6 separate regions of the Mus musculus genome follow, and regions 1, 3, 4, 5 and 6 are each linked to region 2. A link is a contact called in public ChIA-PET and promoter capture Hi-C data. All regions are on one chromosome and are shown on one strand. Each heading gives the region's core, a stretch centred on a gene start, on an enhancer-like site or on the middle of the called end of the contact. The rest is flanking DNA. Distances are from core to core; before and after follow the strand shown. Region 1 holds the start of Gps2 (G protein pathway suppressor 2). Region 2 holds the start of Arrb2 (arrestin, beta 2). Region 3 holds the start of Tnfsf12 (tumor necrosis factor (ligand) superfamily, member 12). Region 4 holds the start of Eif4a1 (eukaryotic translation initiation factor 4A1). Region 5 holds the start of Acap1 (ArfGAP with coiled-coil, ankyrin repeat and PH domains 1). Region 6 holds the start of Tmem256 (transmembrane protein 256).

Region 1 (3,932 bases), core at 920-3,419, 520 kb after region 2:
AAAGCTGACCTTAAAGGGAGGCATCCTGGGGCTCCCCTCATCTTAGCACCTTGGCCTCCCAGGACTCCATACTCACTGAGTCCGAGAAGCTGGTCTGCTGGTTGGCATGCTCCATCTGTTTCTGCAAAGAGAGGGTACTGCCGGGCTGGAGGAACCCTGAGGGGAGGAGAGTTTGAAATGAGCAGGTGGCAGTAGGACTCCTGAAGGTAGGGCTCCTGCCCAGGGGGATCTCACCTGTCTGAGTGGGCTGAAAGTGGCCATGCACTGCATAGGGTTGTGGCTGTGGCTGAGATAGGTACTGCACTGCAGGAAATGCTGATGGGGCTGAGGAAGGTGGGAGATGATCTGTTAGGGTTTGATGCTCTTGCTCTTCTTGCCCCTAGTCTGAGGAGAACAACACTCACCTCTGAGCTGCTGGCTAGGACTATAGGCTGGTTGTGTTGGCCCATAATGAGGTGGGGGCTGAGCAGTCCCATAAGCACCCCCTGGACTGCCTTGGAATTGTCCATGTTCTGGGGTTCCTGCAAAAGCAGCTGCTGATCCCACGTAGTGCCGGGTCTAAGGGGAAATGAAAGCTCACTGCTTAGGAAAAACCCCATATGTATATATATATGCCTTTACGCTCAGCTCCTACATACACATGCTTGGTATATTTGTTCTTGAATGATTGGGATTAACAGTACTGATCCACAGAAGGAGGAGACATGGAGTTAGGATCAGATTTCAAGACTAGTCTTGGCTAGTAACTTAAAAAGCCAGCCTGAAGAGTTAAAAAAAATCAAAAAACCTTTCCCTCACCGTAAGCACTTGTGGTCCAAACATCTGCTTGGCTCTGTCAGCTGCCATCAGAGTACCTGGGCGATTGTGTCCTCCAGGGCTCCCTAGAAAGGGGGAGAGGTTTCACGATGCTAAAATAGGCAGCGACCTCCTGGAGAACTCCCCTGTTAGGCGGTTTCCTCAGTCCTCTCACCCTGCATGCTGAGGAGGTGGGTTCCTGTATGAACCGTCAGGCTCTGCTGGTATGCAGCTGATGTCAGAGTGGTTAAGTCACTGGAGTGGAAGGAAGACAGGTCAGTTAGCCTCTTGCTATTAGATTGTCACCTGTGCCACTGCACAATTTTACTTTTAGCCATCTCATCACACCTCTGTTCCTTTCGCCTCCGTTTTTCTTCCTCATGCAAAACTTTCTTGAGCTGCAAGAAAAGCTGGTGCTTCTCCTCCTGTAGAGCAGAAAGCTTCTCCTGCAGCTTCAGGATCTGGAAGAGGGACGAGCAGCTAAAGCAGGGAAAAGAAGGCATCGAGAAACAAGTGTGGAGAGGCTACTTACCTGTTCCTTGGTCTCCTCTAGTGACATTCTCTCTTCCATTTCCTTTTTCTTTCTTCTCTCCTGCTCTTCTTTCATCTTCTGTTCCATCATCTTGTCCACCTCTTCCTCCTCTGAAGAATCAGAACGGGGAAGTGGCAAGGCGGTGTGAATAAGCTGAGCGTTAGACTGAAGACCAGCAAAAACCAGTTACTCCATCACAGCCACAGGGAGAACTTGGCTTCATTAGGTGCTCTCCAAGGTCCTTCCCAGCCCAGGGTTCTGGTCTGGAACTTAGACTGGGCCTCTTCACTCACACCCCGAAGGCGCCGCTGCCTCCCTCTTAGCCTCGCCAGCAGGCGCACAGCTGGGCCCGTGGATGGGGGCAAGTTCGTGGGTAGCAGGGCCACCCTGAGCCGAGTGTCTGTCCTCCCGCTCTGGCCCAGGCTCACCCTGCCGTTTGCGCTCCCGCTCCATCATGATGTGCCGGTGCAGAGCCCTGGCCATAGCGTTGGAAAGCTTGGGGCGCTCCAGGAGTGCGGGCATGATGCTGTTGGTGACGCTTGGGCAGTGGGCACCCGACTCTCACTGACTGCCAGACCTCAGGCGGGGCCTGCAGGGAAGTGGGAGCTTAGAGAGACTGCGACGCGCCGAAGCGGAAGCCCGTCCGCCGCCCGCTCGCCACTTCGATCACGTGTCCCGGGCACCAGCGTCCCTCCGGGGTCTCTGCCTCAGCGCCGGGGCGCGTGCGAGGGTCTTAGGCTCCGCGCCCCCGCCCCTCCCTCGTAGCCCTGGCGCCAACCCCCGCAACCCGCCTTGTCGGCGCTTTCTCCGAGGCCTTCGGCGCGCCTTGGCCTCTACGTCATATCCGGCGGCCAGGATAAATCCTTCCGGAGTCACGACGGCAAACGGCACAGCCGATTGGAGGAAAGGGAAGGCGGAAGCGCTTAGAGACGGGTGCCGGGATGTCCAAACTCCATGTGGATTTACAGAGCGGCCTGGGATGATAAAGCCCCTAGAACTCTTCACTCGCGAGGCCGCGGGAGACAGAGGCGGAGGCAGATGCTCTGAAGACAGTATTTATTGGCTCCTTAGAAATCAGAGTCAGTAACAACTGTACAGAGGCCCACAGCGTCCTCGGGCAGCCCTTCCTTTTACCCACTCCCTCCCCATGGCGCCCAGTGGCCACGGAAAAAGCAGCTTCATGTGGGCACAGAGAGACTCCTTTGGGATTCACAGTAACCAGAAACAAAAACGGAAATAAATTAAGTGATATGGGGGAGGGTAATAATAGGGAGTCATGTTCCCCAAGTCAGTGCATGAAGGGGGGACCCCGAGACGAGCTGGGCTCCCTCTCAGCAGAGGGAGTGTGCTGGGCCCTGAATGTAGAGATGTGCTTCACACCTGCTCTAAATCAAAGCCTGCCTACGTGCTCCTCCTTGCCAGGACAGCACTGGACATGCTCTCAGTCACGGGAATGAGGTGGAGGCAGTCGTCATTCAAGAGTCCTGGGCTTGAGGCCCGGCTGTGCTTGGAGTAGTGGTATGTCACCCCTTATTCCACTCGTACCAGCAGGGCATAGAGGAGTGTGGCTCCCTTCTCCTTAGTGACCCACTCAAGTTCCGATGGGCTGAAGTGCTGGTCAGGAAGTTCTCTGAGGGCCGCAGAGGGAGGGCCAGGAGTATAGGAGCCAGGGCGCACACACACCTGAAAGGCCACCTGAGCCTGGTGTGTCCGCTGGGATTTTGGGTCCCGGAATCTGTTAGCCAAGCAGAAACGAGAGAAGAGTAAGGCTCCCAAGGTCCATGACTGCTAATTCTGCCCCCTCCACCCAGGCCTTGCTGTTTTCTGGGAAATACTGTTCACCGTGACTGGCTTAGCACCAACTATTGTGTATGTAGTACTCTCCTCCCCTGGCCTGCTCAGCTAACTCCTCCCCAGCACTCTTCATGTGTTTATTTACCCTGGCACTCTAGTTCACGTCTTCCAAACACTCCAAGTGCACTTCTCATCTACTTCACCCACTTTTGGGAGACAGTATAGGGTCTCTACCAGGCTGGAGTCAACCTCCCTATAAAGGAAGGACAACCTTAAACTTCCGACCCACTGACCCTGCCACTTAGTGTTAGGACTCCAGGAATTTGTTACAATGCGCAAGCACAGTTTAGGTAGTACAAGGGGTCAAACCCATTGCCTGGTGCAGGATATTTTGAAAGACTTGGTATCCATACACATTCAGAAAAACAGGCCTACAGATGCACTCATCTAATCCACACTCAGCATGGAGATGGAACCAGGAACTGAGTGTTCAAGGCCGGCTTCAGATACAAACCAAACATGAATGTGAGGCCAGCTTGGACTACTTGACATCCTGTTTTAAGAAAAACAAAAACAAAAACAAAAACAAAAAAACCAAAAGGGGCTGGAGAGATGGCTGTTCTTCAAGAGGTCCTGAGTTCAATTCCCAGCACCGCTTACAACCATCTATAATGGAATCTGATTCCCTGTGGCCCATGTGTTTAATCCCAGCACTGGAATTAGAATTTCTAGGTTCAAGGCCAACTTGGTCTACAGAATGAGTTCTAGGACAGCCAGGGATACATAGAGAAACCGTGCCTCTGTGTGTGTG
Region 2 (3,454 bases), core at 120-2,619:
GGGAATGACCAGGGAGGTACCCAGCTTGGGGGGGGGGGTGCAGCTAAAGCAGATGCCTCTTAGCACTTCCTGCCATTCTCTCCATTTCCTGTGGCCCAGAATTTGATGAGATGGTAGGGAATTATGCCAAGTCAGCAGTCTTTCTCTGGACCATCTACCCCCTCCCTGAAGTACACAACGGAAATTTGGGGGCCTCCCCCCAAGTAAGTGACTTCCCCTTTCTCTGGGGTGTTTAACCTCAAATCCAGGAGGTCAGTCTTCCCTGTGGACATCTCTCTCAGATATTGGTCTTCTTAATGCTGAGATGCCTACTTTCTCATACTCTAAGGGCAGTGGGAGTGGTGGGGTTGATCCCATGTTTTGCAGAAGTCACTGCTCATAATCAGGCCCTTATTCTTGGTCCTCTCCGGCTTGAGGCACATAGCCCCTACCTATTCTTTAGCTCTTGCTCCTTTGGAACTCAAGCATTCACCCCATGTCCTCTTGGGGGTGTTGGGTCACAACAGGAAGTGGATTTTGCTATAGACCAAAAAAGAGAACTCTGGTATCAGTGGAAGGAAGGAGCTTCGATTGCACAGAGAACATCCGGGGAGAGGATGTGTGTCCAGGGGAGATACTACCTCTCCCCTCCACCCCCAGGAGAGGAATACAGTCCAATTTCAGCGAGGGTCCCTACACACTCTTCTCTCTCAAGAAGAAGCTGTTGCTCCTAGCAACCTAGAAGGCAGAAGTTTGGTAGCAGAGCTATCGGGCCCTTGGGACAGGTGGGAGCAATCAGACTGTGGGGTATTGGGCAGGAGGCTTTCCATTGGTTGGGCACGAGTCTAGGGGAATCCCTTCCCAGCATCCAGTCTCCCAGCACACAACCCCTCGGGGCCGGCCACCTGCTCCTCCTTCCTCCGCCCTTGCATCACAGCCTGCACAGAGAACCCAGTAGTCCGACTCCTACATCTCTGCGAGAACCCAGGCGTGGGTTTCCCGATCCCCATCAGGTCTTGCTTTTTGCAGGAGCCCTAGCACGCACGCTCCACTCCAATATCTCAAGGACCAAGGCTTGCGGCCCCGGACCGCTACCCTCTAGGGACCCAGGCGTCCGGCCCCGGGGTTTCTTCCCCGGTGTCCTTGTCTGTGGATCAACCTGGCACACCCCACGAGCAGCCGCCCATGCCCCGCGGCACGGCCCCACCTCCCTTACCTGGTCCCGGGTTTTTCTCCCATGGTGCGCGCGCGCTCGCCGCCCTCCGCCCGCCGGGTTCGCGGCTCGCTCGCAGCCTCCTCGCCTGCTGCCAGGTCCCCGCTCCTCCCCGCGCCACTGCGCACGCGCGTCCTCACTCTTTCTCCTCCTTCCCCTCCCCTCGCGGTCTGGGTCTCGGGGAGCCGGGGCCAGCTGCGTCAGCCGGATCCCGCGCGCCGCGGCGCAGCCCGCCCTCCTCGAGCTGGCTCCGCCCCACGCCTCCGCCCTCCGTTTCCCTCGGGGAAGCCTCCCCGCGCCGTCCCTACTCCCGATCTCCCCGCCCCTCCTCAAGCTTTTAGAACTAGATTGGGCCCCTTTAAAAGCAGGCGGCCGCCTTCGAGGAGATTAGAAGCAGCTGATTGGCCGTTGGTATCCGTAGCCCTGCAGGGATACCTCCCCTTTGTTTGCTTTCACTGTAGTGGAGGAGGGACGGGATCGAGGGGGCGGTGGGAATGAGCTCAAGTGCTGTCTAGTTCTGAGGGCCAAGGGCTGCCCACGTGGATGCACCGTATCAGTTGCGTGATGATGCTTGCTTTGGGACGCGCTGCTCATCCCTGAGCTTGCAGCCTCGTTTGGCCTGCCTTTCCCGCGTTCTTGTGGTCTTCAGCTCCCCCTGGTGTATCGTCTTTGATTTTTTTTTTTTTTTTTTTTTTTTTTTTTTTTTTTGTGCAGGGTCAAACATTAAAACATTTTTCAGACCTTGTCATCTCGACTGTCTATCCTAGCTATCATTCACCCACTCCATCCATCTCTTATTTTCTTCATCCTTCCCTCCCTCTCCATTTCGTGTTAGTCATTGTGCCAAGCCATCGGGACCAAACATGAATTATCATGGCCTAACTTTCCTGGGATCTTTGAGACATAGGAACAGGTATTATATTATGCTCCCAGGAATGCTATAATAGAGGTATGACTCAGAACATCAAGCAACTAAAAGCCCAAAAGCCTTTGCTTGGCCAGCGTGGGGGAGGAGGGAGTGCAGTCACTCACTCCATTGGATGGGAAATTTGAGGACAGACATTCTGAAGGATGGGCAGAAGTGGGGAAAGGACATTCTTTATAGACGAGTGCTTGTGGGTTAGATGGCAGGAGGCAGAGAGCTGCAGACTGTGGAAGGAAGAGACTGCGGAAGGCTTTGTATAGCAGGTGAAAGAAAGAGCCTGAGGATCTGTAGTGTTTATCTAATTTAATGTAATGTAATTTTCTGCTAAGGCCTCACGCATGCTTGGTAAGGACTCACCACTAAGCTCTGTCTTTAATCGCAGCCCAGCAATGATTTGATTGGATTTTGTTTTTCACCAGAGGAATGTCGAGATGGGATTTCTCTTTTCCGGTAACACAGAGCATAGCAAGACCGCTAGAAGATAAGCTAGTCAAGGGAAAACGATGAACAGGGAGTGGAGGGGGAACAGAGGGGCCATATTAGAGGTTCGTTGCTGGGGCAACATTGACTGGGTTTGGCAGAGGGTGAAAAGGGTGACTGACAGAGACAGGTTTTTCTCCTCTTCGGTCTCTTCCTTCTACTCTTACCCATTTCCCCTCAGTGGAATACCTTCATGCCTCTCTCTCCACTTTTCTCCATTTGAAAAACAATGTACACGAGAAAAAAAAATCTCAGATCATCTTTAATTTTTAAACATAGACCTTGTTTAACACCTGCTTACCCCTCCCCCGTTCTATTGTCACATTTTAAGTCTGCTCTTTCATTGTTACAATGTGTTACACTTTATGTGTCTGAGTGCTAGCCTGCATGTAAGCATGGTCATCACCATTTGTGTGCACAGTGCCTATGGAGGTATCAGATCCCCTGGAACTAGAGTTACAGGCAGTTATAAACCTCCACGTGGGTGCTAGAAAGTGAACCCAGATCCTCTGTGAGAACAAAAAGTGCTCTTAACCACTGAGCCATCTCTTCAGCCCCAATATGATTCTTTGAGACAAGGTCTCACTCTATAGCCCTGGGTGGCCTGGAACTCACAGGGGTCCCCCTGCCTCTGCCTCCTGAAGCAACACAGTCAGCTTAAATGTACTCGAGTTCTTAACAGTAAGCTTTTTGACTCATGAATTTATTCAGATTTGACCCTTGCTAAAGATCATGTTCAGAGGTAAGGCAGTCTATAGCTAAAGTGGAATTTGGGGGCAAGGGTCGTAGTTTAGTTGTCAGGGTGCTCGCCTAGCAATCATAAAACCCTTGTGGGAAGCTAGAGAGATGGCTCAGTG
Region 3 (3,603 bases), core at 86-2,585, 740 kb after region 2:
CCCACTTTTATTTTTTCTTCTTCTTCGAGACAGGGTTTCTCTGTGTAGCCCTGGCTGTCCTAGAACACACTGTATAGAACAGGCTGGCCTCAAACTCAGAAATTCGCCTGCCTCTGTTTCCCAAGTGCTTTCCCACCTTTTATTACCCCACACCCTGTGTCTCACCTCCTATCATTAGATAGAAGAAAAAGGACAGCCGGGCCTGGTGGCACACACCTTTAATCCCAGCACTGGGGAGGCAGAGGCAGGTGGATTTCTGAGTTGAGGCCTGGTCTACAGAGTGAGTTCCAGGACAGCCAGGGCTATACAGAGAAACCCAGTCTTGAAAGAACAAAAAGCAAAACAAAACAAAACAAAAAACTCTCCTCAGGGCTGGGCAGTAGTGGCACACACCTTTAATCCTAGCACTCAGGAGGCAAAGACAGGTGGATTTCTGAGTTCAAGGGCAGCCTGGTCTACAAAGTGAATTCCAGGATAGCCAGGGCTACATAGAGAAACCCTGTCTTGAGAAAAACAAAAAACAAACAAAAACCACAAAACCAAACAACCAAACAACAACAAAAACAAAATTTCAGAATTGTCACCACACCATCTCCCCTAAAACAAGGGGCAGAGCTAGTGAGGCAGCTGTCTCTGGCCTCCTGCTCAGATAGCTGCACACTGTACACATAAACAACTTTACAAACTATCTTTTTTTTTTTTAAAGATTTATTTATTTATATGTAAGTACACTGTAGCTGTCTTCAGACACTCCAGAAGAGATCTCGTTATGGTCGTTATGGATGGTTGTGAGCCACCATGTGGTTGCTGGGATTTGAACTCCTGACCTTCAGAAGAGCAGTCAGGTGCTCTTACCCACTGAGCCATCTCACCAGCCCACAAACTATCTTTTAAAAACATATTCTTTATTGCAGAGGTGGTGATCCATGCCTCCAGGGTGCATTAATCCCAGCACTCAGGAGGCAGAGGCAGGGGGATCTTTCTGAGTTCGAGGCCAGCCTGGTCTACAGAGTGAGTTCCAGGACAGCCAGGGCTACACAGAGAAACCCTGTCTTCAAAAACCAAAAAAACCAAAAAAACAAAAAAACACCCAAAACCAAACAAAAAGAACAACAACAACAAAACCCAAACCAGGATGAGCTGAAAAAATAACCTATGCTGGGAAGGAGGTAATTAGCAGACTTGAAACAAGTTGGGGGGAATTCTGGAAGAGGGAATCTCAACTCAGAAACTGAGTCCATCAGATTGGCCTATAGGCAAGCCCTTTGGGGGCATTTTCATGATTAATGATTGCCGTGGGAGGGCTCAACATACTGGGGCGGTGCTGAGTTCCTGGGGCCAGGGCCCGCGTCCCATCCCTGGCACACTGGCCTGGGTGGGTGCCTGTCCACTTCTGCTTTCACTGGCCCTCAGAGTTCTTGGTCTGGAGTGCCACTGCGGTCGCCTGCCTGCACGCGCCCGGGCGCAGGACGTCTCTTACTTCTTGCACAGCACTCCGGGGAGGTTGGAGTTTAATCACACAAACAGTGTCCGGCTTCCTGTCCTCATCCGCCCCCCCTCCGGCCCGCTTCCCTGGTCCCTCCCTCTCCCCTGGCCCGATCCGCCCACCAGCTCCCCCTCCCCATCCCTCGGGTCCCGGGATGGGGGGGCGGTGAGGCAGGCACAGCCCCCCGCCCCCATGGCCGCCCGTCGGAGCCAGAGGCGGAGGGGGCGCCGGGGGGAGCCGGGCACCGCCCTGCTGGCCCCGCTGGTGCTGAGCCTGGGCCTGGCGCTGGCCTGCCTTGGCCTCCTGCTGGTCGTGGTCAGCCTGGGGAGCTGGGCAACGCTGTCTGCCCAGGTGAGGCCCTCAGCATACCCCTTTCTGGGTATCTTAGGAGCAGAAAGTGCAGAGAAGCAGATGGGGGCCGGGTGGGCAGAGGGCCAGGGGATCGGAGAAGGGGTGGAGGATGAGATGTCAGAAGGACAGGGTGACGCTGCCTCCTTCCCAGCAGGAGCCTTCTCAGGAGGAGCTGACAGCAGAGGACCGCCGGGAGCCCCCTGTGAGTAGGTGTGGATGCTGCGTTCGGGATGCCAGCATGGAAAATGTGTCTAAACTGAGCGTTGGCTTGCTGTGACAGTTGTGTGAGGTGTGTGCAGGGAGACTCCAGCTGGCACTAGTTTAAGACTGAGTGTGCGGAGTGAACCAGCCCACGTGGGTATGTCGGTGTGTACAAGAGGGTGATCTGGATATAAGGGGGCAACTTTACCAAGGTGAGAGTTGTGCTGCCCGAGTGGAAAGTGCTGATTGGCTGTGACGTCTGAACCAGATACCAGAGAATGATAATGTATCACCTATGCATACATGCTGTCTGTCTCTGCCCCACCTTCCTGAGATCCTGTGCAGGTGTGTGTGTGTGCGTGTGCGTGTGCGTGTGCGTGTGCGTGTGCGTGTGTGTGTGTGTGAGTAGACTGCAGGTTGTTGATTGGGGCTGAGCCTCACTCTCCAGTTTGGCCAACCCCTAACCTCCCAGGTTTTGTGTCTGTTACTGGCTGATGGTTCTTCTGACAGGCTCTTTGCTTGTTTGTCTCTGGGAGGTCCTGTTTGAACCCTGCCCTTAATTCCTCTAGGAACTGAATCCCCAGACAGAGGAAAGCCAGGATGTGGTACCTTTCTTGGAACAACTAGTCCGGCCTCGAAGAAGTGGTGAGCATCTGTCCCTATGTCCCAGTCTCAGTAACAAGATTCTTTGGTTCATATACTGCTTTGCTCTGAATTCACAGCAGTATTATGAAGTGAGCAGAGGGGGGAAAAAACTACTATTTTTGTAGAGAAACTGAGGCAGGGAGCCTGAAGGAGACCCAGAGTCAAGCAGCTAAGCAGCTGAGAATGGAATCTAAGAAGTTCAGCTCTAGCTTTTTTGTTTTTTGGTCTTTCGAGACAGGGTTTCTCTGTGTAGCCCTGGCTGTCCCGGAACTCACTCTGTAGACCAGGCTGGCCTTAAACCCAGAAATCCGTCTGCCTCTGCCTCCCAAGTGCTGGGATTAAAGGCGTGTGCCACCACCGCCCAGCTTCAGCTCTACCTTCTAAAGCTCATTTGCCACATGGAGCTGCTAGCTGTGGACCCTACCACAAATGACCAGGCGTTAAACAGACTCCAGGAGTTCTCCTAAAGAGGCCCAGGCTTCCCTAAATAAAGGCTCCCATGAATCAGTGGTTCATTACTAGATATATTACTGGTTTGGTTGGATGAAAGTTTCCCTGCTCTGTGTGTGTCTGTATCTGTGTATCTGTGTCTGTCTGTGTGTTTGTGTCGTGTATCTGTGTGGTGGTGGAGCTAGATTCCAGAGCCTCGTGCATGCTAGGCAAACGCTCTACCACTAAGCTGCACCCTAGCCCAGTGTGATTTTTTTTTTCTTTTTTGTTTTTATGAGACAGGGTTTCTCTGTATAGCCCTGGCTGTCCTGGAACTCACTTTGTAGACCAGGCTGGCCTCGAACTCAGATATCCACCTGCTTCTGCCTCAAGTGCTGGGATTAAAGGTGTGTGCCACCAAGTCCGGCTTCCAGTGTGATTATTAATTAATAGCCACTTCTTGCTCTCAGAAGTATCGCAGTTTGGATGAT
Region 4 (3,908 bases), core at 1,290-3,789, 760 kb after region 2:
CCCACCTAAAAAGCCAGGCCAGGGGTAGTTGTTTTCAGTGCTACAGAAGTGGAGGTAAGTAGATTCCTTGGACTTGCTGGCCAGCCCACCAACGTTATTTGCTGAGTCCTAAGTCAGGGAAGGACCCAGTCTTAAACAAAAGGGCAACATTGTCTGAAGAGTATGTCCCCACCCCCACCCCACCCCCGAAAAAAAACCCTCCCAAAAGTAATAGCATCTGATGCTGAGCCTTGCCTCACAGTCCATGATGTATATTTTGTAACTCCTTTGCTTGTTCCATATTTTTTTTTTTAGAATCCTCATGGCAATCAATAGGGTTTTATGTTGTAGCTGACTTCCAGCACTCTCTTTCCAGGTGGACATCTTCAATAAGGAATTACTGCTAATCCCCATCCATCTGGAGGTGCACTGGTCCCTTATCTCAGTTGATGTAAGGCGACGTACCATCACCTATTTTGACTCCCAGCGAACTCTAAATCGCCGCTGCCCTAAGGTTTGAGGAGGTTGTGGGGAAACAAGTAGTAAAATTGTAGGGAGATGTGGCAGCAAGCCATTTCAGGAAGAAGCGTGGGCTTGGAGTCCGAGGAGTGAGTGGGTGTGATGTTTCCCACCAGCACACTCTGTGTTACACTGGCAGGTGATTAAGGTGTCACTTTCTTTTTTCTTGCCCACATAGCATATTGCCAAGTATCTACAGGCAGAGGCAGTCAAAAAAGACCGACTGGACTTCCATCAGGGCTGGAAAGGTTACTTCAAAATGGTGAGTTTCCAGAGAAAAATGGAATAGTTTGATAGGAGGCAGCAATTGAATTCGTAACCTCTAGGAGTCTCCAAGTGAACAGATTCTTGCTTTCTATTCCCTAGAATGTGGCCAGGCAGAATAATGACAGTGACTGTGGTGCCTTTGTATTACAGGTAAGCAAATGATAAGGTCTTCTTAGCTCTCAGTCAGTAGCTTAGGGGTTGTTGGTAGCTCTTGCCTCATTTGGTTCAGTCAGATTGCACAGCAGGGTGTACTTTTATGTGTTAGCACAGAAACCCTGGTTTCATTGGTTTTCTCCATCCTCAGTTGGGACTGTATCTCTGGCTTTGGTCCTGATATAGAGGCTTCCCAACATCCAACTAAATATATTTTCCAGTTTAAACACCAGATATATTATGTAGGCTTGTTGAAGCCCCAGGCTTAGTCTATAATGGCAGTGTGTATGAGAAACAGATATTTTCTGAGAAATTAAGATGTATTTTGTGTGAAATGTGTAGCACAGGTCCTGACTTGGGAGGGTGCTCAGTAAACTGTTCTCATGGTCTACTTTGTTAACACCCAGTACTGCAAGCACCTGGCCCTGTCTCAGCCATTCAGCTTCACCCAGCAGGACATGCCCAAACTCCGTCGTCAGATCTACAAGGAACTGTGTCACTGCAAACTCACTGTGTGAGCCTCATACCCCAGACCCTTAGCCCATCAGTGGGCAGGGGAAAGGGAGACCCTTCCCAAGAAACTCTAGTTCCTTTTTGTTTCTCTACCCAATTCCCTTTGGATTTTCATATTTAAATGTTTGGTTTCTGTATTTTGTTTTTTTTTGCTGCGAGTATATTGATTTCTGATGGGAAGGGAATGGCCACATAAAAGCAAGCCTCTTTCTCCCTCTATAGGAGAATGTTGCCTTGTGGCCTAGGTGGAGCAGCCATTCCTCCTTCCATGTTCAGAGGGCAGGAAAACAGTGTGGGGGTGGTGGACGCGCAAAGGGATTACTGCCTGCCCGATCTTCAAACTTTTTTTTATATATATAAATATATATAAAAATGCCACGGTCCTGCTCTGGTCAATAAAGGATCCTTTGAAGATATGCAAGTGGTGGTCTTCCTTAAGGGGCCTCAAAATAGTGGCTGTGCTTTATCTCAGGTCTTCTTCCAGCTAACACTGTTAGCGATCCCCATTTCAGGGCTTGAGAGTCCAGCTTTCGATAGATGCCATCCCCGGGGAGCAGATGGCAGTAAATATGAATTAAGACTCGCTTATTCATGTAAGGAAGCCCAGGAGAAACTGGAAACATACTAAATGAACCAGTGATTGAGTGGGACAATCCTTGACAGCTTATCCCCCTATGCCCTTTAACCCAAAAGTGGGTTCCATCCTTTTTGTCTCCAGTCGGGGAAACTTACTATCCAATGAGATATCGCTACAATATTTTCCTGAACGGAAGAATAAATAAAACTTGTCCTGTAAAGAAAACCCAGGTAAAGGAAAGTGGCAGTCCAGACTGCCCGGAAGTTCCTGGAGGCTAAGGCCTCACCCCCGTCGCTTGATAGGACCTGCTGAGCCACATGACTAAGGCACGATCGCCTCCGCACGTGTAAAGGTGCTGGGTTCCAAGATGGCTGCCCCGCCGCGAGGCCCGACTTAAGTATGTCACTTCCGCACCAGCGAGAAAGGCGGACCCTTCAGCCAATGAGGCCATAGGGCGGGGCTAGGCCATGATGGGCTTTCAAACTACCCAATAGGGCGTCCGAACTAAAGCGCCTACAAAGTAACGTCACGTCGAGTTGCAGAGCGCCGGCAGGCGGGGCAGAGGTGGCCAAGCCAATGCGATGGCTGGGGCGGGGTCGGACGCTCTATAAGTTGTCGATAGGCGGGCACTCCGCCCTAGATTCTAAGGATCATGTCTGCGAGTCAGGATTCTCGGTAAGAAAGGCTTTTGCAAAAGGTTATGGCTACTTACCCCGTAGTTCCCTCCAAAGGGCCCGCCGTGGGGAAGTTGAGAGGCCCATCGCACCGAACCTACCAGGTTGCGGGAGAACCGAGCCGGGAGGAACCGTCCGGGGTTGGGGGGGTGGGGGAGATTCCCATGGCCGCCGCTGACCCCAGTGTGGTTACGGGGAAGGACGACCTGGCTAGGGCGGAGGGCGCGAGCTTCGTCACGAGGCCTCGGCCTGTGGGAACGCCGTACGCGAAGCTCGGATACTGAAAGGCAAGATGAGGTCGCGACATAACGTGGGAAAGAGGCGGCTGCGCGGCCCGGAGCCGGCTGGTCTGGCTGCCTCCCTGTGTCGGGCAGGGCGTGCGAGCGAGGGTTCCGGAGAGTTCTGGCGGTACCACTCGCGACAAGCAGGGGTGCCCCGGTCTTCAGCGAGTCCCTCCGTCGCGCTTGGAATGTGGGTCGGGGAAGAAGAAACCGGCCGATCAGGGCGCTGGCCTTCTTGACGGCCAGGAAAGAGCCTAACCCGGAGGAGCGGCCGCGTGAGGCACGGGGAACCCACCCGGCGCCTGGCGGGCGGGTCCATTTTGCCGCACAAGCCGGGCAATTGGCAAACTGCGGATGGGCAGGTCCACTTTCCTTCGGGGGTGAGCGGCCTGAGGTATGGGAGGGCGACGCCATTTCTCGACGGGGGCGGGCGGGTTGCGGATTGTTCCATGGCGGGGGAGACGCCGCCGAGTGGCGGAGCGAATGAGCACATGGCCGCTTGAGAGATTCCCCTCCCCCAGCCTGTTTCGCTTGTCTGTTGTGCAATCTCCCCCTTTGCGAGCGCGGCTGGGGCTCATTGTGCGCGAGGCCGCCACCGCCCGCGGCCTCCCACATCCGGGTACTGTGGAGGGGGGCCGGCCAGAGGGAGTGGGGGAGGGCGCGGGCGGCATGACGTGGGGGGAAGGGGATGGCCCACCCACGGAACTCGGAGGTGGAAGGCGGGACTTCCGGTGGCCTTGGTGTTCATCCAGGAGGTGCACGCGCTTTGATCCACCAGACCTAGAACATGTGGGCCTGGCTGCAAAGACCGCATCTCGGCGTTTTGTGTATGAGAGAGAGAGAGAGAGTGTGAATGTGTGTGTGAATGAAGTCCTTTACAGCCGCTTGATCTTAAAGGAGCGTCACTCTATGAAGTGCCTCTTGATGGTTCTTTGGGAGTACATG
Region 5 (3,870 bases), core at 956-3,455, 540 kb after region 2:
CAGGTGACGCCCAACTGTTGGGCTAAGGGGCCAAGGTGCCGAAGTCCAGGGAGCTCAGAAAAGGAACATGGAAGTAACCAGAACCCTCCAAGCTGGAATGGGCGCAGACGTGAGCCTGGGCCAAGGCAAGGGGGTAACTTGCACTGCCCAGGGAGGCAGAGGGGTTAAGTGGGTAGGTTCTAGAGATTTGTGGGTCACATGGACAAGAGCGTACCCCTGCTGCAAGAAAGCCTAACCTTTTCTTTCTCTAGATGAAAGCTTGCGGCTCCAGTGGACTCAGAAAAAAGAACGTAGACCTTGGAAAATGTAGTCAACGAGGAGTGGGGTGAGGGTTGCCTTCCCTGTCTCCACTCTAATGGACAATAAAGAGAACATCAGGAATCTGAGTGCTGGGAGCTGCGTGTCCAGACTGGGCCTGCTCTGGGAGCCCAGGAGAGCGGGAGGGATGTCCAGACACAATAACCCGGGAAGGCAAAGCAAGAGGAGGAACAGAGCAACCCAAGGAACTGTGCTCCTGGGAGCAAGCACTTAGGGGCTAAAGTAGCAAGGTCACAAAATCAAGCACAGTCTGTTCTACGAAGTGAGAGCCTGCTTCAGAACACAAAACAAAACCAGGGCTTTAAAAACTCACTATTGCCCGACGTGGTGGCACACGCCTTTAATCCCAGCACTTGGGAGGCAGAGGCAGGCAGATTTCTGAGTTCGAGGCCAGCCTGGTCTACAGAGTGAGTTCCAGGACAGCCAGGGCTACACAGAGAAACCCTGTCTCAGAAACAAAAAAAAAAAAAAAAAAAAAAAAGAAAGAAAAAGCCAACAACAACAACAAATAAAAACTCACTGTTGGTTTATTTGGTTAACATGGTACACCTGTGGAGGTCCGAGGTTAGAGGAACTTTCCATAATAAGTTCTGCTAGGGTTTCTGGGGTCAAACTTGGGTTGTCAGACTGGATGTGTGAAAAACACTTTTACACAGTGGGCCACTTTGCTGGTCCCAAAACCTAGGGTCTTGAAAAGGCCCAACCTTGCAGCAGAATGTCCATGTCTGATAGAATCAGCATACTGTACATTTATTAACACCATCTTTGAGGCAGGGTGTACTGGCTGGTTTTGTGTGTCAACTTGACACAAGCTGGAGTTATCACACAGAAAGGAGCCTCCCTTGAGGAAATGCCTCCATGAGATCTGGAGAATCCATGTAAGGTATTTTCTCAATTAGTGATCAAGGGGGTAATGGCCCATTGTGGGTAGTGTCATCCTGGGCTGGTAGTCCTGGGTTCCATAAGAAACCAAGCTGAGGGGTTGGGGAGATGGCTCAGTGGTTAAGAGCACTGTCTGTTCTTCCAGAGGTCCTGAGTTCAATTCCCAGCAACCACATGGTGGCTCACAGCCATCTGTAATGGCATCTGACACCTTCTTCTGTTGTGTCTGAAGGCAGCTACAGTGTACTTATATATAATAAATAAATTTTAAAAAGAAAGAAAGAAGGAAACCAAGCTGAGCAAGCCAGGGGAAGCAAGCCAGTAAGTAACATCCCTCCATGGCCTCTGCATCAGCTCCTGCTTCCTGACCTGCTTGAGTTTTAGTCCTGACTTCCTTTGGTGATGAATAGCAGTGTGGAAGTGTAAGCTGAACAAACCCTTTCCTCCCCAATTTGCTTTTGTGCAAGAATTGAAACCCTGACAAAGACACAGGATTTCTCTGTGTAGACCTGGCTGTCCTGGAGCTCACTCTGGACCAGCTGGCCTCAGACTCAGAGATCCACCCACTGAGTGCTTGGATGAAAGGCGTGCGCTGCCCCTCGCTTTTTTGTCTCCCAGATGAGGGAACTGAAGGGTCAGAGAACTTGTTCAGTGTCACACTGGTTTTTGTGTAGACAGGGTCTCGCTGTGTAGCCCTGGCAGGCCTGTGACTTGCTCTGTAGATCACACTGGCCTTGATCTCACAGAGATCTGCCTGTCTCTGCTGTAATTAAAGGCATGTAGCACTATGCCCAACTAATCACACAAAGTCTTAAGTGACAGAGACAGATTTGACTCTAGACCATCATTTCCCCCTCAAAAAATTTATTCACCAATGGAGAAAGCAGCAGAGAAAGACCAGTGTCCCAGATGGAAGGTGACAGCAGGCAGTCTCTGGGGGAGGGACTGTGGTTTCTGTGATCTCAGCACCCCCCTCCGCCCAGGCCCCACCCCTACCCCTCCCAGAGCTGCCTAGAAGTGGTGGGGTTAGAGCTCCTCCTGGGTTACCCCGTTCCCTTTGGGGAAAGAATTCCAGACCCAGGCTCTTCCTACCAGAGGATTCTTCTCCATTAATACCCCTCTTGGGGGGTGGGGAGTGCATCTGCCTACATCCCCACCTACCTGACCTCCAGGGCCCCCCAGGCCCCCAAAGCAAGTCATCTGAGATGACGGTCAAGCTAGATTTTGAAGAATGTCTCAAGGACTCACCCCGCTTCCGGTAAGTGTGTGCAGGTCCATGAGACTAAGGAGGGGAAGGAAGGCCCAATAGGTCCCAACACCCACCCACCCACCCCCAGCATTCCCCAGGCAGGACCAACCTTAGAGCCTAGGCCACAGGGACCAGAGGGAACTGGTGGGACCTAGTGCCTCTACCACTCAAGCCAGGCTCTCAAATCAGGCATGGAACCCCAGCACTTGGGAGGCTGAGGCAGGAAGGTTGTTAAGTGTTCCAGGCTAACCTGGGCTACAGAGTAAAAAAAAAAAAAAAAAAAAAAAAAAAAAACCCTTTAATAACAGAACCTCCATGCTCTCCGAAGCTCACTTTACTCTGCCTTTCTGCCCCTTCTGGTCTTTATAATTGGCATTCCTCCTTCCTTCTCACGGCATCCCCTCCCCCAGCACCTGCCCCGGGGCGGTTAGCAACTTCCTGCCCTGGCCACATCCACCCTCCTACTCTTCCTGCTCTGGTCTGGGTTATTGAAGCTTAGAATGTGCACAGCAGCACAAGAGCAGAAACTGTCTGGACTCTGCTTGGTCTGTGCATACCCATCACCCCATGACGCCAACCCTGCCCCTGATGCTAAGCAGAGGCCCAGTGGACCTAAGTGCTGTCCATTCTTTCCCAGAGCCTCGATTGAACTGGTGGAAACTGAAGTGTCAGAATTGGAGACCCGCCTGGAAAAGGTGACCACGTCATGGAGAAAAGATGCAGAGTCAGATTAAAATAAAAGATTAGAATAAAATTAAAATAAAAGGTCAGGGAGATGGCGGGAGACTGGGAATGCGTTAGAGTCATTGAAAGTTAACTGTGCCTGGCACACACACACACACACAATTATATTTAAAATCTGGATGTTGCTGGGCGTGGTGGCGCACGCCTTTAATCCCAGCACTTGGGAGGCAGAGGCAGGCAGATTTTTGAGTTGGAGGCCAGCCTGGTCTACAAAGTGAGTTCCAGGATAGCCAGGGCTACACAGAGAAACCCTGTCTTGACCCCCCCACCCCAAAATCTGGATGTACTGGCTCATGCCTTTAATCCTAACACTGGTGAAGCTGAAACAGGCAGATCTCTGTGAGTTCTAGGCCAGCTAGGGCTAAAAAAAAAGCTGGGAATGGGGCTGCGTACCCAGATCCCAGCACTTGGGAGGCAGAGGCAGATGAATCTCTTGTGAGTTCTAAGATAGCTTGGTCTGTTTACATAGTAAGTTCTAGGACAGAAGAGAAACCCTGCCTGAAATACATACATATATGTGTGTGTGTGTGTGTGTGTGTGTGTGTGTGTGTGTATGTAAATTATTAACATATTAATATATACTTTTTGAGACAGGGTCACATGTAGTTCAGGCTAGCTTTGAATTTACCTGTAGTTGAGCCTGGTCTTGAATTCCCAATCCTCTGACCTCTATTTCC
Region 6 (3,642 bases), core at 32-2,531, 590 kb after region 2:
CCTCATGTGCTCTTTAGGTAAGAGGCTCCATTAGTTCAAGCGCTCTTTATGAGCCCTACACACAATTACAACACCTTGTAAAGATTGGAATTCCAGAACCAGAGGATCTTTGTAGTTAGAAATGCAAATTCAAAGGTAGACTCTCTGCCCTCCCTTGCTCAATGTTAGATGAATAAAGACACCAAAGTTCTTTATATGCCTTTTTCTTTTAATTTCTTTTCTGCTTCAACATTGGCTCCTTCCCTCTGCGCCCAATTACCCAGAAAGGCCAGGACTGGGCGCTTAAACAAGAGACTTCAAAAAGCCAAGGCAAGCCAGCCCAAGATTAGCAGGCTCCCTCCCACAGGCCCCAGAGTCTGGATGCTGGTGTCTCCACTCAGAGCCTGGTAGTAGAAGCTGGTGCAGAATAAGGTAGTTCCAGAAGCTAACAGTAATCCTGCCTGGAAGAGGCAGAGAACAGAATACAGAATTTTAAGAACAAAGCAACATGAGGGAGTAAATGAGGTTTGATTTAAATTAGGCAAGGGAATTGGTTACCCAGACAGGTTTTCTGCAAGAGGGTACCCCTAACAGGGCCAGGCTGTGCAAAAAGTGGTGTTTGTTGGCCTTGTCAAAGAGCTGTAAGAAAAAGAGAAGAGAGAGATTTTCTAAGCAACATAGGACCGAAGTCCATTAACACTGTCACCTCTGACGGCTCAGTTTGCTGCTCCCCCAGGTCTTCAAGCCACAGGCCTGCAGTCCTTGCAGTAGAGACCTACACTTGACTGCCTTCCCATTCATCTCCCCACCCCCTCCCAGTTTAAGGACACCCAAACATCGCGCCAAGTCCAGGAGTCCCAGAACTGTTACTTCACCTCCTTCCCGTAGGCATCCGGAAACTGAGCGCCTGTAGAGAGATGCAAAACCAATCAGAACTGTATTGGCTTAGACCCTCTCAAACCCCAGGGGCACCTAAGTAGACACTGCATCCCTGGAAGCTTCTGACTGGTGGAAACAGATGTAGTACTGAGACGCTTTTGGACCTAAAGACAAACTTGAAGGTTCGGGGTTCCAAGGGATCTCTATTCCATAAAAGACAAGACACTTCCTATAGGTCCCTCCCCGCACCAGATCCCAAAGATTGCCCCCAGCCCAGCTGCATCCCACGTCCCCTGACCGTGTGCCCCGTAGGAGGCCAAACCCAAGGCCCCAGCTCCGGACAAGGCACCTAGGCGGCGGAAAGCAGCCCCTACCCCGGCCATAGCTGTGGGTGGTCACGCGCGGAACCAACACCGCCCTGACCACCCAACAAGCCAGCCAATCCCGATTGCCCATGCAAATAAGGTCCAAAAATGCCCAATCAGGGCTATGTTCATTTCAGAGCCCCGGTTCCCTTACAGACGCCTTTGTAAAACTTCTGTTGAATGGAGAAGATGTCTGGCGGGCGGAGAAACTAGAACCAATTAGGAGCGGAGGAGCGGAGCAGTGGGAGGCGGGGTTGAGGGTGGGACTAGAGGATTTGCGTCACGGATTGGCCCACTTTCCAAGTTGATCGCCTCTTCGACACCCCAACCCCACACCTCCAGCTAATTTGCAAAGATATCGGTCCCCCACAAAGTTCCACCCCTTTTTCTACAGGCTCCTCCTGTTCTGCTTCAAACCAGACCCACTCCTCAAAAGGGGCGGCCCCACGGATTTCTAAGCTCCACCTATTGCCATCAAACCCCTCCCATCCCACGATGGCTCCGCCTCTGTGCCTAGAGGCCCCGCCTTCTTCGTGTGATGCCCTGCCCTCTATAGTTCAGCTGTTCTCCCCCTTGCTAGACCCGGAGAGCCCAGAGGGTGGGAGATCCGGGGGGGCGGGGGGAGAGATGTCTTCACCCTGCTCTAGTTCGCTACGTCCATCCGTCCGTCTGTCCACTCCCACCCCTTTCACTGTCTTCAATCCCCCCCCACACTCCAGAGGGCGGGTGGGCAGGCGGGTGCAAGCGAGGGGTGTGCGCCGCTCTCTCGGCAGGGGGCGGGGGAGGCGGCCGCGCGGTGACGCGCGGGGCTGCTGCGGCTGCTCCGCCGGCGGATCATCACTCTCGAGCTGGGATGGACGCGGGGCGGGCGGGCCCTGGCGCGCAGAGCCAGGAGTCCGGGCCTCCTGGCTACTGAGCATTTCCCAAAGCCTCCCCTAGCCCTTGCCTTCCTTCCTAGGAGCCGCACCGACCTCTGCCTCGAGGCTCGGGACTCGGCCCCCGCCCTCTTCTGACTCCCCGGATCTCCCTCCCGCCCGCCCTCGGGATCGACTAGATCCCTCCCCCTCCCCGAGGATTCCGGCTGGATCCCTGCCCCTGCACCGCGGATTCTGCGCTCCGGGGCTCCGGGCCCCTAGGGATTGCCGTGGACTCCTCCTCCAGCACCCGATCCCTTAGGATCTGTCGCCTGAACCGCCTCCTGGTCCCTCGAAGCCATCCCAGAGAACCAGTGGATCTCCAATCTAGTCCTGTCCCATTGCTCCCTCCTGGCTCAGCCTTTCCCACTGCGGGGTTCCCTGTTCTTGAGCTCTCTCTGACCCTATACCCTAGCTTTCCTTTTCCTGGGGATCGACTGGATTCCGGCCCCGCCCCCCGGGGCTGGGGCGATCCCCCTCCCCCGCCGGGTGAGGCGCTGCAGGCGGGGGCTGGGCCTGCGGGGCCGCGGGGGCTCAGAGGCCGCCGCCCCCCTTCTGAAACCCGTCCGCCCCCCGCTCGGAGCCCTGGATGGAGGCACCACGGCCCCAGGGCTGATCCAGGTAGGAGCTAAGCCATGCTGGGTGGAGGGGGCTGCGCGGCGGTCCATTGGGGTCTTCCTCTTCCCATATTCCTCCCTGCGCCTGGTTTCCCTCAGCCTGCTCTGTCTGCGTGTCTCCGCCTAAGGATGCTCTCGCCGTGTCTCTGCGTCTTGGTCTCTTTGTCTCTGCCTCTCTCCAGTCCATGAATGATCCTTTGAATGGGCCCACAGACCCCGTGTGTTCCCATCTCCCCCTCCCCCTCCTTCTCCCCTTCCCGGCCAAGCCATTTTCCCCACTGCAGGAAGGGGGGGGGGCTGCGGCCTGAGCCCCCGTCCCTCAACTCTCCCCGGTTGGGGGAGTCGGGCCTGGGCTGGAATGGAAGAGCAAGGCAGAGGGATCGGGAGGAGGGGGGAGCAAGATGTGGCAGACAGAGATGAAGAGAGAAAATGGGGGAGAGAGTAATAGAAAAAAGGAGAGAGAGAGAGAGCACTTGAGGGAGAAAATCAGAGAAGGTATTTGGAGGAGAGAGCGATGAGAAACACCAAGGAGACAGAAATGAGAAAAGACTGAGGGGTGAGAGACTGAAGGCAAGAGCTGGAGCAAGCCAGTTAAGGCCAAGGAAAGATGCTCCAAGGGACCCTGTTCGGAGGAGAAAGATGGGGGGGGGGGGGCTCTAGTGGGAGGGGAAGAGAGAAAAGCTAGTTAGAGGAGAGGAGGCAAGGGGCCCAAAGTACCTTAAGGGAAAGGGGTGACTGAGGCAGGACATGATGGGAGAAGAGGGAAGAGATAGCAAGGCCCAGCCTGGCATAGGAAAAAGAGATTGGGGGGGGGTCAACTACAACCCCCCCTTCAGCTGATGGGAGAACAGGAGCCTAAAAGGACCTGAAAAGGGGAGGGCATGACTG

What was found. Promoter capture Hi-C pulls out the DNA fragments that hold promoters and counts their contacts. ChIA-PET counts read pairs in DNA pulled down with a chosen protein or histone mark.
Region 1: a promoter capture Hi-C map of embryonic stem cells shows a contact between it and region 2. The contact joins the promoter of Gps2 here to the promoter of Arrb2 in region 2. A contact is called at or near these places in 4 of 39 promoter capture datasets (the HPC-7 cell line, cranial neural crest, embryonic stem cells and 1 more), 2 of 484 Hi-C or Micro-C datasets (CD4 T cells and embryonic stem cells) and 3 of 115 datasets of contacts at active chromatin or transcription factors (memory CD8 T cells, microglia and pancreatic cancer cells).
Region 3: a contact with region 2 is called in a promoter capture Hi-C map of liver, with 2.4 times the contacts expected there. The contact joins the promoter of Tnfsf12 here to the promoter of Arrb2 in region 2. A contact is called at or near these places in 1 of 39 promoter capture datasets (liver) and 1 of 115 datasets of contacts at active chromatin or transcription factors (pancreatic cancer cells).
Region 4: a promoter capture Hi-C map of neutrophils shows a contact between it and region 2, with 3 times the contacts expected there. The contact joins the promoter of Eif4a1 here to the promoter of Arrb2 in region 2. A contact is called at or near these places in 5 of 39 promoter capture datasets (the HPC-7 cell line, cranial neural crest, liver and 2 more), 1 of 484 Hi-C or Micro-C datasets (CD8 T cells), 3 of 115 datasets of contacts at active chromatin or transcription factors (bone marrow-derived macrophages, memory CD8 T cells and pancreatic cancer cells) and 1 of 9 other capture datasets (liver).
Region 5: an RNA polymerase II ChIA-PET map of memory CD8 T cells shows a contact between it and region 2, with 7 read pairs. The contact joins the promoter of Acap1 here to the promoter of Arrb2 in region 2. A contact is called at or near these places in 2 of 115 datasets of contacts at active chromatin or transcription factors (memory CD8 T cells and pancreatic cancer cells).
Region 6: a contact with region 2 is called in an RNA polymerase II ChIA-PET map of memory CD8 T cells, with 7 read pairs. The contact joins the promoter of Tmem256 here to the promoter of Arrb2 in region 2.

The regions. Positions count from the first base shown.
Region 1 is chr11:69,912,257-69,916,188 of GRCm38.p6, reverse strand. It overlaps Gps2 (G protein pathway suppressor 2), which reads right to left and starts at 2,169. Exons shown (of 10, transcript NM_019726.5): 1 at 1,756-2,169; 2 at 1,328-1,437; 3 at 1,144-1,256; 4 at 971-1,050; 5 at 799-881; 6 at 405-558; 7 at 235-324; 8 at 77-156. The coding sequence starts at 1,849. Neurl4 (neuralized E3 ubiquitin protein ligase 4) reads right to left here. Exons shown (of 29, transcript NM_001013414.3): 29 at 2,365-3,062. The coding sequence ends at 2,858.
Region 2 is chr11:70,430,495-70,433,948 of GRCm38.p6, reverse strand. Arrb2 (arrestin, beta 2) reads right to left here and starts at 1,369. Exons shown (of 15, transcript NM_145429.5): 1 at 1,196-1,369. The coding sequence starts at 1,218.
Region 3 is chr11:69,693,830-69,697,432 of GRCm38.p6, reverse strand. It overlaps Tnfsf12 (tumor necrosis factor (ligand) superfamily, member 12), which reads left to right and starts at 1,335. Exons shown (of 7, transcript NM_011614.3): 1 at 1,335-1,837; 2 at 1,992-2,039; 3 at 2,608-2,683. The coding sequence starts at 1,679. Tnfsfm13 (tumor necrosis factor (ligand) superfamily, membrane-bound member 13) reads left to right here and starts at 1,335. Exons shown (of 13, transcript NM_001159503.2): 1 at 1,335-1,837; 2 at 1,992-2,039; 3 at 2,608-2,683. The coding sequence starts at 1,679.
Region 4 is chr11:69,671,054-69,674,961 of GRCm38.p6, reverse strand. It overlaps Eif4a1 (eukaryotic translation initiation factor 4A1), which reads left to right and starts at 2,539. Exons shown (of 11, transcript NM_144958.4): 1 at 2,539-2,683. The coding sequence starts at 2,661. Senp3 (SUMO/sentrin specific peptidase 3) reads left to right here. Exons shown (of 11, transcript NM_030702.4): 8 at 356-493; 9 at 677-760; 10 at 865-915; 11 at 1,326-1,852. The coding sequence ends at 1,436.
Region 5 is chr11:69,893,874-69,897,743 of GRCm38.p6, reverse strand. Acap1 (ArfGAP with coiled-coil, ankyrin repeat and PH domains 1) reads left to right here and starts at 2,205. Exons shown (of 22, transcript NM_153788.3): 1 at 2,205-2,458; 2 at 3,087-3,144. The coding sequence starts at 2,406. 2810408A11Rik (RIKEN cDNA 2810408A11 gene) reads left to right here. Exons shown (of 9, transcript NM_001382461.1): 8 at 1-133; 9 at 252-386. The coding sequence ends at 310.
Region 6 is chr11:69,836,164-69,839,805 of GRCm38.p6, reverse strand. Tmem256 (transmembrane protein 256) reads right to left here and starts at 1,281. Exons shown (of 4, transcript NM_026982.1): 1 at 1,157-1,281; 2 at 855-886; 3 at 538-618; 4 at 248-440. The coding sequence starts at 1,241. The coding sequence ends at 297. Nlgn2 (neuroligin 2) reads left to right here and starts at 2,022. Exons shown (of 8, transcript NM_001364137.1): 1 at 2,022-2,758.